3 separate regions of the Mus musculus genome follow, and all the other regions are linked to region 2. Evidence: chromatin contacts called from public ChIA-PET and HiChIP or PLAC-seq data. All regions are on one chromosome and are shown on one strand. Each heading gives the region's core, a stretch centred on a gene start, on an enhancer-like site or on the middle of the called end of the contact. The rest is flanking DNA. Distances are from core to core; before and after follow the strand shown. Region 1 has its middle 17 kb from the start of Calm1. Region 2 holds the start of Rps6ka5 (ribosomal protein S6 kinase, polypeptide 5). Region 3 overlaps Ccdc88c (coiled-coil domain containing 88C).

Region 1 (4,733 bases), core at 293-2,792, 510 kb after region 2:
TCCATGTCAGATCATGTGACAGGACATCTTTTCTTTAAAGGTTAAATAACACTCTAGTGTGTATATGCCTACCCGCACCTCCATCCCCAGCCCCCCGTGCATGTATGCCACAGATACACCACATCAATGGACACTTGGGCCCATAAAAATAGGGTTTTGACTGCTTTGAATAATATTCCTATGAACATGGTTATGCAAATACCTACAAATACACAGTCAATTCTTTGAGACATCTACTTAGGAAAGGAGTTGCTAGAGAATATTGTAATCCCACTTTCAATATCTGACAAAACAATACACTGTTTCTTACCATTCTGAATTGTCTTTGTTGACTTTTTATTTGCACCTGGGTTTTGATCTGTAGACTTCTTTTTTTTTTTTTTTTTAAAAATTATTTTTGAGTACACTGTAGCTATCTTCAGAATATGTATTTCATTACCTATTCCGATGTAATGGGGCATCAGATCTCATTACAGATAGTTGTGAGCCACCATGTGATTGCTGGGAAGTGAACTCAGAACCTCTGAAAGAGCAATCTGCTCTTAACCACTAAGCCATCTCTCCAGCCCCTGCAGACTTCTTTCATTCAATCTTAAACATCTTATAGATTTTCATTAGGATTTCTTATTGACCCATTCAGTTGGGTTGAATAATTTTGTTTCTATTAAACAAAAAGCAAAGCTCCTTAAACAATAGAGACGTGCCTTCCAGGATTTTGAAATACAGTAATTTAGACCTTTGAACATTGTAAACTTCAAACCTGAGGACAAATCACAAGAATACAATTCCCTCACTGCCATAGTCATTTTTACTGCCACGACAAAACACCATGACTTGGACAACTTACAAAAGAAAGCATTTAATCGGGAATCACAGCTCCAGAGGGCAGTAGAATCCATGACCATCGCGTCAGGGAACATGGCAGCAGGAAAACAGGCATGACTCTGGAACAGTACCTAAGAACTTACCTTTGATTCACAAGCACCAGGCAAAGAGAGAGAGAAAGACAGAGCCAAGGCAGGCAGGCAGGCAGGCAGGCAGGCAGAGGGAGAGAGAGAGAGAGAGAGAGAGAGAGAGAGAGAGAGAGAGAGAGAGAGAGAGAGGTGTTGTGGGAAAAATAAAAAAATTGAATCTGCCAGCTCTCGGCGGGACCGGACCATGCTCCTGTGCGCTCCCGCAGCATTTGACTCGCTTGACCCGTGAGCCACTAGTTCCTCTCTGCTAGAATCCCCTGTAATTGGAGGTTCCACACTCCAGTAATCAAATAGATCCACCGACCTCATGGTTTGATAACATAATACCTAGAACCCTGGTAGAATCGTAACTCTTAAAGCTTAATTAACCAATCAGATTTATGTATCAATAATATCACAATTTACAAGATGCCAACACAATGATTTCAAAGCCAATTGATAATGATAAAGCTTTATCCCAATATTTCTAACCTTGTGAAATCATAGCTACTTGTGGTGGCTATGTGTACCCACACGGGTACACATCTGAAGCCATCTTGGCTCTTCTCCTACTCAGCTCCCTCTCTCTGCAACTCTTAGCTCCACCTCCCCTTTCTCTGTCCAATCACAGGCCTCCCACTGCCCTAATGTGATTGGACAGGGAAAATCCTGCAACAGAGACAGACAGAGACAGACAGAGATAGCTAACTGGAAATGATGTGGGCTTCTGAAATCTCAAAGCCCACCCTTAGTAGGCCCACCGCCTCCAACAAGACCACACCTTCTAATACTTCCCAAATATTTCCATGAAACAGATGAGCCTGGGGCCACTCAAACTACATTCTACTTCCTGGCCCCGACGGGTTTGTGGCCACATCACAATGCAAAATGAATTTAGTCCAAGTTCAAAACTCCTCATAGTCTTTCAGTCTCAAGACTGTTTAAGAGCCCAAAGTATCGTTTGAGACTCACAACAATCTCTTCACTGTTACCTCCTGAAAAAAAAAAAAAGGCAATTTACACACTCCCAGCATACAACGGTGCTGAATATACAACACCGTAGCAAAAAGGAGGAACAGGGACACAGGGAGGAAATGGTGGGTCAAAGCAAGTCTAAAACCCAGCAGGGTAAACTCCAAATCCTCTAACTCCATGTCTGCTATCAAAGAGCTTAGATGGCTCAACCGTCCAGCTTTGCTGACTCTCTCTTGTGGGCTGTTCCCATTCCCTAACTGCAGACATCGCCATGGCTCTGGCTACTCCAACATCTTGAAGTCTCCAATATAATTTAAGCCTCACCTTTACTGATTGATACAATGGCTTCTCTAGACTTCCATGCAGGGGAACACACACACACACACCTGGCCTCAATGGCTTTCCTTAACCATGGAGAAAGATTCCACAGCCCCTTTGTATCATCCTTCATGTATCTGTATCTATCCTTCATGACCCCAAAGCCAGAGCCAAATGGCCAATATTGTTAACTTAATGCTGCCTGCTTAGGACAGACTCTGCATGAGCTTTGATTTGTTGATTTTTTTTTTTTTTAAATAAGATTTGTTTTGCTTTAGGAGCAGAATATTCCAGAGCATTTCCTTTTTACAAGTTGAAAGCTTAGCTGGGTGGGGTCTTTCCCAGAGGGCACAACCCCATTATTCAATTTTATTATTCAATTTAATTTCACATCAGGCTTTTTCTTTAAACATCCCATGTCTTTGAACACGAGTCTTGGTTCCATCCTTACATTCTCTGGACCCTTTTTCTCCTCAAGTTGACTTGGTGTTTCTTCTTCTTCTGCTTGCTCTTTTTTTTTTTTTTTTTTTTTTACTGTAGATCTTCATAAGATCTTCACTAATCACCAGGTGGCTCAGTCAATACTAGGCTGCCTTGGAGTCTCCTCTGCCAATGAAATTAGACCAAAACTTTTCAGTTGAGCCTCAAGCAGATTGTTAGGTCCAAAAAAACCAGCCAAATTATCACAGAAATAATCTCTATCTCAGTTGTTAATATTGTTCGCCTCTGTCATCCATATTATTCTCGGCACTGCTGTCTGCCAGGCTCTTGCTGTGTATCTAAGTTAGGGTTTCTATTGCTAGAATGAAACACCATGACCAAAAAGGTTGTTGGAGAGTGTCTTAGTCAAGGTTCCTATTCCTGCACAAAACATCATGACCAAGAAGCAAGTTGTGGAGGAAAGGGTTTATTCGGCTTACACTTCCACATTGCTGTTCATCACCAAAGGAAGTCAGGTCTGGAATGCAAGCAGGTCAGGAAGCAGGAGCTGACCAAACACTGACCAAGGCAACTTTAAAAAAATCATTTAATTGACACTCTTGGTTCCAGAGGGTCGTAGAGTCCATGAACATCATGGCAGGTAGCATGGCAGCAGGCAAGCAGACAAGCCTGGCCATGGAGCAGTCACTGAGAACTGATCTTTGATTCATAAGCAAAAGGTAGAGTGAAGTCTAAGAATGGCCTGGCCTGTTGAAACATTAAAGTCAGTCTCCAGTGATGCACCTCTTCCAACAAGGCCATACCCCCTGATCCTTCCCAAATAGTTCTATCAGACATATGAGCCTATGGGGGCGGGGTCTCACCCAAGCTACCACACTGACTCTCTTCCCTTTAATTAGATAGATCTTCCACTAGAAAAGAAACAGATAAGGAAGTACATGATGAATTCTCACATGGTTGCAGGTGCTAGGCTGACTGCAAAACCCCAGAAGTGTTTGGCAAGCTGAGTTAAAGTATTTACCTTGTTTGAACAGCTGTGCCCAGACCAAGTTTCTCCTCCCTGCAAAGCATCGCAGCTCTCTATGATTTAGCCAACTCTTGGCTCACTGCCTACTTCTGGGCTTCCCACAAGGAGTTTGACCTTGAGTTGGAATCCGAAAAGCTTGACTATTGAAGGGAATCAGGTGATTTTTTTTTTTTTTTAAAGCTGAAGTTTCAAGACTTTAGCAGAGAAGACAGGCAGTGAGACTCGAGCAGATGGCTTCACTTCCCATGGTGCTAGAGAAGTTTGGGATTCATCCAGTCACACTAGAGAATCATCACTTCAGGCTTGGAGCTATGAGCATCTCTCAAGAATTAGTCAATGTCTGATAGAACCACAGGAGTTACCAAAGAGAATGAGCAGAAAGAGGCTGGTCTCTGCCCAGGGGTGGGACATCTGAGCGAATGTTCCAGAGGAAGGAGAAGCCTAAACCCCAGCCTCTTCTAGGTTTAGGTGACTCTGTCATCCTCTGATAGTACCAAACCCTCACATGCCCCAAATGCTGCAGATATTACAGATGGACCCACTGAGAAAATGAGCCGGATGTTCCCAGGTCTCCCCTAGTGCCGGAGGCTCAGCAACTCTCTCCATAAGCTTGGCAGGGTATGTACCAGAATACTAAACTCTGGACACTTTCGCTATTATACCCCAAGAAACCAGATTAAACCAGAGCAGCTGTCGAACTGCCTCGTTCTTTCTATGGTGATTCACTCACAGTGTGTGGATGAGAGGATTTTCACACATCTTCCACGGGCGAGCTGTTGTGCCAGAAAATTCTACCATCTCGTTTACTCTCGTGGCCACCTTGAGAGGAAAATGTGTTCCCACTTCTCAGATGGACACACTAGAGCACAGAAACGGCACTGGCCAAAGTTTATATCTGTGGAGAAAGCAGGCCACAAATACAGACCTGTTTGTCTGCATATATATATGTAATTGTAATACTAAATACTTAATTCTTTTTTAAAACTGCATGAAGATTTTTTGATGGCCATGGTGTTGTT
Region 2 (4,342 bases), core at 1,778-4,277:
CGGACTTGGCTGGCTTCTTTTGAAGTGACAATTGCCCTGAGATTCTGCTACCTGCTGAGAGGCTGAACATGTCTTCCGGAGAGGTTCTTGAGGTAGCTGACTACCTGTGAAATTGGCGACTTACTGCTAATGGCTCTGCTCTGGCGGACTAGTGCTAACAACTTGGCAACAAAACAGCGCAGACTGCTAATAAACACTGAGCCTTGAACAGGGAATCATCTTGGCTCCATTATTTCTCTCGACCGGCTAGTTTCTCTCTTTCAGCTCCAGCCTGCTTCCCCGGTGTACGGTACCGGGTCCTTGTAAGCCTCGGGCCAGCTTGCTACAGAATAGGACATCAGATCTCATTTAGGATGTTTGTGAGCCACCATGTGGTTGCTGGGATTTGAACTCAGGACCTTCGGAAGAGCAATCAGTGCTCTTCACGGCTGATCCATCTCTCCAGCCCCTTCAGGTACTTTGGTACAAAAATCTGCCAACTATGGAGACTACCAAATATAGACCACTTTCTACTTTTTAAAGGCCCATGAGCTAAGGATGGGTTTTGCATATTTCAATGTTTGAAAAGATATTAAAACAATAATATATTATGGCATGTGAAATTCAAATTCCAATATCCATTAAGACATCTTAGGGGAACACAGCCATTTGTTATTGTCTTTCTGTTTTCTATTGACCACTTTCCAGAAAAATTGAGTAGTTATAAATGAGAGTCTACGGCTCACACAGCCTTGGATTTGCTATCTGTCCTCTAACAGGAAGATAGTTTGCCCATTCTTCATCTAATCCATGTGCAATTTAGAAGATCATTTTTGCATTGTTTATGCTCGTCTTTTCTTTTCTCATTATCACCTACTTCCGCTACAGAAATTAAGCTGTCAGTGCTACACTTGCAATACATTCTTTCCCAGTGAGTCCTCTCTTCCCGTCAGCCTCATGGGATTCGACAAGTTATAAGAGAGTGACTTTGCTGTTCTAACTAGTGTAGGGGACTTCATTACTAAATAACTTCTGTGCCTCAGTGTAACATTTACGATCCCTCATTGTCTTAAGGACACGGTTCATCTTCATTCTCAGTTTGCCCGGATTTGGAACCACCTGGGAGACACACCTGTGGGTGTCTCTTTAATGGCATCTCCAGGGAGGCTTAACAGGGAAGATCCACCCTAGCTGTGCTGGGTGTCCTGGATTTAATAGAAAGGAGACTGCTGAGTACCACAGTTTAGCGCTGTCTGCTTCTGACCACAGACACAACTTGACCAAGTGGTCTCCTGTTCCTCCATCTTCCCGCCTCCATGATACACTCTATCCTTAAAATGTAAGTCACTCCCCGACCCTGCCCAGGTCTTTCTTTTTTCTCTTTTGAGTGTTTTTAAGAAAAGGTTTCTCTGTGTAGCCCTGACTATCCTAGAACTCGATATGTAGACAAGGCTGGCTTTGAATTCACAGAGATCTGCCTGCCTCTGCCTCCTGAGTGCTGGGATTAAAGGTCAGTGCCACCACACCTGTTCTTTCTTTAGAATGCTTCTGTCAGGTGTTTTTGTTTTGTTTTGGGTTTTTTTGTTTTGGTTTTTTTTTTTGTTTGTTTGTTTTGTTTTTTTGTTTTTTTTTTTCCAAGAAGGAAAATAAAGATACACTCATCTTTCCTATACAGCTGTTTCCCTTACACTTCATTTAGCCTACCTGTTACTTAGGTCACCAGCATTTGATCTCCTCTAGACCTAGGCTCACAGCTTACCTCTGTGTGAAATGTCTCCAGTTTTGTCTTACTTGCCCTTTAAATTGGCTATCCAGATTTTCTCCTTGCCCTAAAAGCCTTGAGAATAATCGTTGCCATCTGTGCCATTCTCTAATGCTTAATACTGGTTCACAGTTTTGTTTAAATTCTTTATAGTTTCCTGTGCCTGTATACAAGTTGCCCATCTCTCGAGTTCCGTTAATAGCTTTTCAGGAGCAGAAATTGAATCTTATTTTATGATTCACCACACTCTTTGAGTTTCTTAAACATGAAAAATTGGGATGAGGATGTAGTTTAACTGGTAGACTGCTCGCCTAGCATTCATAAAGCTGGAGAGTTCAATCTCCCGCATGTCATAAGCAAGGCATGGTGGCACATACTGCGAATTCCAGCACTGGGAGGTGGTGCTAGACGTACCAGGGGGTCAAGGCTAGGCTGAGCTACACTCCCCACCTCCACAAGTTATTATTTCAGATTTCTCATCCGGAGCCAGAACCTTGACTTTTTGTGTATAGGAGCTACCTGTATTTAATTTTTAAACGTAATTTAGTTTTGCCTTGTGTGAGCGATACATGCCCTTAATTAAAGCTTGTGTGGAGGTCGGAGGTCAACATGTTAGTTCTTTTTCATTATATGGGAACTGCACTGTGGTTGTCCACGTCTGGCCGCAAGCACTTTTACCCACGGAACCATCTTGCCGGCTCCTACCTGTATTTAAACACAAAATTCATTTAATTTATTTAGTGCTACAGAGAATAGTATCATTCGAAGACATGCCATCTTCCAGACAGTCACACATTTGTGGGCCGTTCCCTAGGACCCTCAGACGCGCGCGAGCGCAAACACGTGGGTGACAAGTGCTTCCCTCCAGGACCCTCCTTTGTCCACTGTGATTGGCGGACCAAGCGGTCCAATCGTCTTTCCCCGCCTCTTTCCGCAGTAGCCAATCAGAGGTCCGGAGCGCCTCCTGACTACTAGATACTGTTTACTAACAGATCGAAGCTGGGAATAAGGGGTGTGACCATTCTGGGGAGGTCAGGAGAGGGAAGGCCTGCCTGCGCGTGCGCACCAAAGCGAGTAGGTGGGGCATTCCGTGGGTCTTGCCAATCGGAGCGTTCGCGCTCCTCCCTCTCCTGCCTCCCCGCCAAGCAACAACAATTCGAGCAGCGGGGCGGGGCGGCTCCTGAAACGTCAGGACTAGCCGCCCAATGGGAACGGGCGCTGGCAGACGCGCGCGCGCTGCGCCCAATAGCGCTGGTGGCTCAGGGCTGTCTCCTGGGCTGGCTGTGGGAGGAGCGGCCTGGAGGAGGAGGTGGAGGCGCAGGGCGCGGGGTTGTGCCGTACTAGCGGTGCCCGCTGAGGGGAGGAGGCGGAGGAGCTGCACGGCCAGAGCGGGAAAGAGACTCGCCTCAGTGTCGGAGTTGTGGCGCTGCGGCAGCTCGGCTCCTGGAGCTGTGGAGAGACGGGGCGTCTGCTGTCCCATCAGGTTCCCCTAAGAGCGACCCGCGCGATCGGAAAGAGGGTGAAGATGGAGGGGGAGGGCGGCGGCAGCGGCGGCGCGGGCACCAGCGGGGACAGCGGCGACGGCGGCGAGCAGCTCCTTACTGTCAAGCACGAGCTGCGGACCGGTGAGCGACCCCGCCCTCTGCTGGCCGGGCCAGCCGCGGAGGCGCGCCTGAGAGCCGGCATGGGTGCGCGCACAGGCCAAAAGGGGCGCGGGCTGGGGGGGACGGGCCCGGGGCGGGGCTTCGCGGGCGGGGAATAGTCCGGGGGTCCTGGGAGGCTCTGGGCACGGAGAGGAAAGTTTGCTCCTGCTGGGCCCCCAGTTTCCGACCCAGCCTGGGAAGATGCCTTTATGCCCCCTTTCCTGCATAGGTGACATATCTGTCACTACACGCTGTCTCGAGGGAAAGGTACTCTTTCCCTCAAGAGGTGAGCTGTGTGGAGCTGTGTGTGATGGAGCTTGAAGCTTGAACTCACTTTACCCTGCACCTCTGCCTGGGATGGTTCAGGTGTGAGGGGAGTGTGTGTGTTTGTGTGTGTATGTATGTCTGTACCATCCCTAAGGGACAGCGATCCTGCGAGAGGGGTATTGGTTCTCGGTTAGTCTCTGGTGAAGGAAAAAGGCTTCGTGGTCCTCTGGAATTAAGTCCTTTCTCTCAGAGTTATCGTGAAGTACTATACTCTCTGAAATTTGCCAGGTCTTTTGGCAAGCAGCCTCTATAAATGTAAAGTTTTGGGTGAAAGGCTTCACTAGGCGACTTAAGTGCTTGCATCCCCTGTGCTGGAGATCAGTAAAGCTCCGTGTGCTAAGCTTTTTACTTTTGCTTTTTCATTGTGTAATTCCGGGGTTTGTTTTGGAAAATTCTTATCTGGACCAATTGGTAAAGTTTGGGTCTCCCCAGCCCCATGGAGTCAGGTCTCCCCTTACACTATCATTTCTGCATGGAGAATGTGTTAGAGTGGATCGATAGTTATTAGTGTCAGTGGTTTTAAGATTTTTGACACTTAAGTCTTTGGCACATTATATTAAGTAGACACAAATGGCAAATGGCAGGTTTCAGGTAGAAAGCGGGTCCACCTTGCTGCTGTTTGGAACAGATT
Region 3 (4,675 bases), core at 1,004-3,503, 280 kb before region 2:
CCTGCTGCCTGCTGACCTTGATAGACTCGTATCACTCTGAGAGCTGTGTTGGACATGGTGTCTTAGCACAGCAACAGAAGAGTAACACGCACACACAGCAGAGACAGAGAAAAAGAGATTGGCCCTTAGAAAGAGGCCTCTAGAGCATGGCCACAGAACAGTATGATGATTGAGCTGTGTGTACCTCAAAGTTGTGTGTGTGTGTGTGTGTGTGTGTGTGTGTGTGTGTGTATGCGCGGGCACACACGCATGCCTGTGGTTGTACATGCTGCCTCATTGGTTCAGACATGGATTAGCTTTTTAATTATAGCTTTGTCATACGAGAAACAAAGAGAGTAAGGCCAGTCATCGAAGAGCCCATTAAAAATTATGAAGCAGATGGCTTGGGTATTGTCCTCATTTCTCACTGATGAGAAATGAGGCCCTGGAGTGTGGAGAGGCTTGCCCTGGGCCATACCCAGAGAGGGGTGGGGGGGGGGAGGGAGGGAGGGAGGGAGTGTGTGTGTGTGTGTGTGTGTGTGTGTGTGTGTGTGTGTGTGTGAGAGTCAGAGTCTCACTGTGATGTCCTGGCTGACCTGGAACTCACAGAGGTCTATCTGCCTCCCAAGTGCTGGGACTAAAGAAAGGCCTGCACCATCTTGTATGGCCTGAATATCTGCATCGATTTCAGAACTCTGCCCTTCATTTTTCTCTGCACCATTTGGCTTCTGAAATAAAATTCCTGTGGTGACTTCTCTTAGAGGTGGAGATGTGCTGTAGGGAATAGTTCGTTCTCAGGACAGAATGAACTATCCATGCAGTAGGAGCAGAGTGTGGAAAGATAAGCTTGTAACCCTAGCACTTGGGCTGCAGGAAGATGGAGAATTCCAAGCTAGCCTTGTTTATGTAGTAAGACCCAGGAAGGTATAGCAGCCTCAGCGAGAAAGGGAAAGGGGTCTTACTACAGAGCTTGGGCTGGCCTGGAATTCTCCATCTTCCGGGTGGCTCTGCCACACTGTTGGAACTGGCAGGAATATGCATCATAGTCCTGATGCAGTGGAGGGAAGTGGAACCTAGGAGTTTATGTTGAAGTCACTCCCGGGTCAGGAGAACTGTGAATCTGGTAGGACATGAGAAAGCTCCCTGATGCCCTTTTTCTGGTTGCGAGCCGTGATTGGTGGACTCTAGGGAAGCTGCTAGCCTATGGAGTTTACATCCCACCTGCATTTCTAATAGTTTGGGTCCTACACCCCTGAGGACCCAGACTTCAAAGCAAGACCAGCCTGGGGTGCTATGTTATGTGAAAAGAAGTGTTAATGCGTTAATGCAGGTCCTTAGTGTGGTGCATTAAGAGGCACCTGGAGATCTGTGAGGCCAAGGCGGGGAGTAGGGAATATTGCATTAAATAACAGGAAAGGATGAAGTCTGTCATCTTCGGAAGATAGGAATTGTATTATGCTTTGATACTGAGTGGCTGGGGACCTAAGTGCCACCCCTCTCTATGGGCTTGAGGGACAGATTTAAGAGACTGCTGCCTAAGGAATGAAGCGAGTGAGGACCTCAAGACCAGAGTCCAGCATCTGGCTCTTTAGCCCCACCATGGCATGCCCAGTTCACCAGTTAGCCCTGTGTGATGGAATAGCTGTTTGGGTGTTAGGTGTTGGTGGAAGGATGGGTGAGCCATCCCGTCCTTCCGTGGCATGCTCTTGAGACTGACTGGATGGTCCTCGTGGCTTGGACTGTGAAGCCCTGATGTCTTGTTTCAGTCTTACCACTGTGCACTGGTCCCACTGGTCCCCAGATGTGATTGATGCCTTCCTTCATCCTGCCTCCCCAGGATTTGGTGTGCTGTGGTACCAGTGCACAGTGAGGTGCTCAGAAAGGCTGTCCCCTCTCTCACGCTAGGTGCAGAGTTGGCCTTTGTCAAGGAACCAGGGAGGTTGCCTTTTTGCCAGCTTTGTAACAGTCACCCCACTTACACAGATGCATTTATTTGTCTCACTGTGAGAAAAACTGCATCTTTTTGAAGCTATTGTGTTACTGTGCTGTGTGCTATCCATTGGAGAGTCAGGTTCTCTGTCCCAGCTTGCAGCGGACAATAAAATAGTTTATAACTTGCAGGAGCACTCCTGTCTTCCCCAGCACCTTGTTTCATCAAGAAGGAAGCTGTTCCCAGGGGTGTCTAGTTTCCCATCAGCCATTCACCAGGTCCTACACTATTCTTGAGCTGGGAGAACTGGTTTTGTCAAGTGACAGCTTGGTACAGTTTCCTCAGCCAGGAAGATGAGTAGCTAGCAAGTTGCGGCTGACAGAGGAGGCAGGCAGAGCCCCTGGCTGTCTTCTCTTCAACAGTGGGTCCTCTGCACTCCCGAATTCAAGCAGAATGAGGGAGGAGCCCTCCCCTTCCTGGACAGCAGGTTGGAAGCTCAGATCAAAGTCTACTTCAGCAGAAACCAAGCAAGTCACGCTTGGCAGATCAGATGGTGGCCCCCTGAGTTCCTAGCTGGACCTCTGACTGAAAGAGAGACACTTTGCCCTGGGGATGGGGGGAGGTAGGCACTGTAGCTGGGCCTGGAGGGATGACTCACTTGTAAGGAGTAGTTTGTAGGCAGAGAGGCAGAGGCCTGGACCTGGAGGATACTGGGAATGGGCCAACCTGGTCTGCTTAGTGAACTCCAGTGGTGAGTTCCAAGACTGTGGCTCAGTGTAGAATATTTCTTAGGCAGCACAGGCAGGGCCCTGGTTCAATCCTCTGTAGTACAAAAATACATCCTGAAGCCAGGCATAGTGACTCAGGCTTACTATCCCAGTAATCAAGAGCGAGAAGCAGGAGTTCAAGACCCCATCTCAAACAAAAACAGGTTGCAGAGATTGTTCAGCAAGTAAGAGCTTGTTGGGACAGCATAAGGACCTGCATTTAAATCCCCTGCAGCTACGTGAATAGCCTGATAGGTACACACATACCTGTAATTTGAGCACTGTGCGGGGAGACAGAAGGATTGTTAGAGCTTGCTGTCTGCTAGCCCTTGTCTCACCGGAATAAGATGGGGTTGACAGAGCAGGAAGCCTGGCCTTTGCATGCACATAGGGGCTAGCACACACACAACATACCTACTCACTCCGATCTCCACGCACACACCTGAATAAGATGGGGTTGACAGAGCAGGAAGCCTGGCCTTTGCATGCACATAGAGGCTAACACACACACAGACACACACACACAACATACCTACTCACTCCGATCTCCACGCACACACCTGAATAAAAGGGCTAAGGATATGCTCAGTGGTAGAACACTTGCCTGGGCTCTGTGACGCTTTGGGTTCAATTTCCAGTATCACAAACAAAAATAAGACAGAATAAAAAGTAAGAAGGTTTAGAGATGTGTGACTTGGTTGGTAGAGTGCTTGCCTGACCAGTGTGATGCCCCATGTTTGATCCCCAATAGGGAGCATGTGAGCTATGGTCCTGCCCTCACATTGTTGGTGGGAGGCAGATGAGTCTTCTTTGTCTCACTGCTGGCTGGTTCAGTGAGACTCACCATGGACTTGACTCAGCCTAGGGCATGAAGATGTACAAGTGTGCCTCAGGCTTTAGGTGCTCAGAACTTGGGGGACACACTGAGACAACAGCTTCTGAGGGCCTCCATTTGGGGAGCTCTTCAGGTTGTCATTTCTAACTGAGGAGGCTAACTTGGTGTACAGGTCATTTAGGGCAGGATTTATTGCGTGCCCACCTTTGTATGCTCTCCTACCTAGTGCTGTATTGTGGCCCCACCATGGTTACAGTCCCCCTAGAGACTTTCTAGGCCTGGGAGTAGCAAACAGGTTATGGAGTGGGGAGAGACAGAGACACAGAGAGACACAGACTGAGACAGTGTGTGTGTGTGTGTGTGTGTGTGTGTGTGTGTGTGTGCTTAGCTTTGTCTGGGTTCTGAGTCTTCCAGCATCATCTTGGGCTGTTGGCTGTGGAGGCAGGAGGACAGCCCTGGTGTCCATCCATGCATGAAGTGTAGTATCATTTTACAGATGAAGAAAATTGAAGCCCAGGGAAATTGTGCCTGTGTGCCCAGCTGAGGGCCTAGGGTCAGAACCCAGCGTTGCAGACTCTTGTTCCAGTACTCTTTCTATTGCCGTGACATCAAGGGATCAGCCGAACTAAAGGGACAACAGTGCTAAATGACTGGGCCAAAGTATCAGCGGGCTGTTGAGAAAAGTACACTGTAGAGAGAGACAGGGAGAGGGCAGAGAGAAACCTGACTGGTGTAGAAGATAGATTTGCTATCTCCCCTCCGCTTCCTGGGGTGGAAAGGGTGAAGCTGCTGCCTGGACCCCTGGACCCCTGGTGCTAGGTTTTAAAGCATTTTTCTCTCAGCAGCAGGGAGAATGTGGTATCAGGAGCCCCGCCTACTCATCCACTTCTGGATTGGCTTCAAAATGCCTGCAGAAGGCTTTATTTATGAAGCACTTGGGGAAAAGGTACTTGAAGTGTGTGAGTGTGGTCATATAAGAAAGTGCTCATCTTCTTTGTAGCCGCCTTGTGACAGAGGGGGTGAAAGGATATTCCATTGTGCTTTGAAGCTCTTGTACAACAAAGAGGAATATCCTGACCCTGGAAGATTTTTGTGTGCTTGCTGGTTGGTTGGGTCTATGTGTTATATCTCCAGTATTCTCTGTTCCAGTTGAGACATCTTTTG

Evidence for each region. ChIA-PET counts read pairs in DNA pulled down with a chosen protein or histone mark. HiChIP or PLAC-seq counts read pairs in DNA pulled down with a chosen protein or histone mark.
Region 1: a contact with region 2 is called in an H3K27ac HiChIP or PLAC-seq map of embryonic stem cells, with 5 read pairs. The contact joins the enhancer-like site here to the promoter of Rps6ka5 in region 2. A contact is called at or near these places in 3 of 39 promoter capture datasets (cranial neural crest, liver and neural stem cells), 1 of 15 datasets of contacts at CTCF or cohesin (large pre-B cells), 4 of 484 Hi-C or Micro-C datasets (CD8 T cells, the G1E-ER4 cell line and embryonic stem cells), 4 of 115 datasets of contacts at active chromatin or transcription factors (acute myeloid leukemia, bone marrow-derived macrophages, effector CD8 T cells and 1 more) and 2 of 9 other capture datasets (adipose tissue and liver).
Region 3: an RNA polymerase II ChIA-PET map of memory CD8 T cells shows a contact between it and region 2, with 59 read pairs. The contact joins the enhancer-like site here to the promoter of Rps6ka5 in region 2. A contact is called at or near these places in 1 of 39 promoter capture datasets (cranial neural crest), 6 of 484 Hi-C or Micro-C datasets (the G1E-ER4 cell line, embryonic stem cells and muscle stem cells), 3 of 115 datasets of contacts at active chromatin or transcription factors (CD8 T cells, embryonic stem cells and memory CD8 T cells) and 2 of 9 other capture datasets (adipose tissue and liver).

The regions. Positions count from the first base shown.
Region 1 is chr12:100,214,075-100,218,807 of GRCm38.p6, reverse strand. No RefSeq gene overlaps it. Among named protein-coding and RNA genes, the nearest start is that of Calm1, 17 kb to the right of the region's middle. Within about 2 kb of position 1,542, at least 5 of the 459 cell types and tissues checked have an H3K27ac peak or open chromatin away from gene starts, as enhancers often do. A contact at or near this core is called in embryonic stem cells, where this site is marked.
Region 2 is chr12:100,723,805-100,728,146 of GRCm38.p6, reverse strand. Rps6ka5 (ribosomal protein S6 kinase, polypeptide 5) reads left to right here and starts at 3,027. Exons shown (of 17, transcript NM_001330702.1): 1 at 3,027-3,366. The coding sequence starts at 3,267.
Region 3 is chr12:101,000,834-101,005,508 of GRCm38.p6, reverse strand. All of the region lies in intron 3 of Ccdc88c (coiled-coil domain containing 88C), which reads left to right. The region is part of intron 4 of Gm36756 (predicted gene, 36756); the gene reads right to left. Among named protein-coding and RNA genes, the nearest start is that of Gm36756, 17 kb to the right of the region's middle. Within about 2 kb of position 2,253, at least 39 of the 459 cell types and tissues checked have an H3K27ac peak or open chromatin away from gene starts, as enhancers often do. A contact at or near this core is called in the G1E-ER4 cell line, where this site is marked.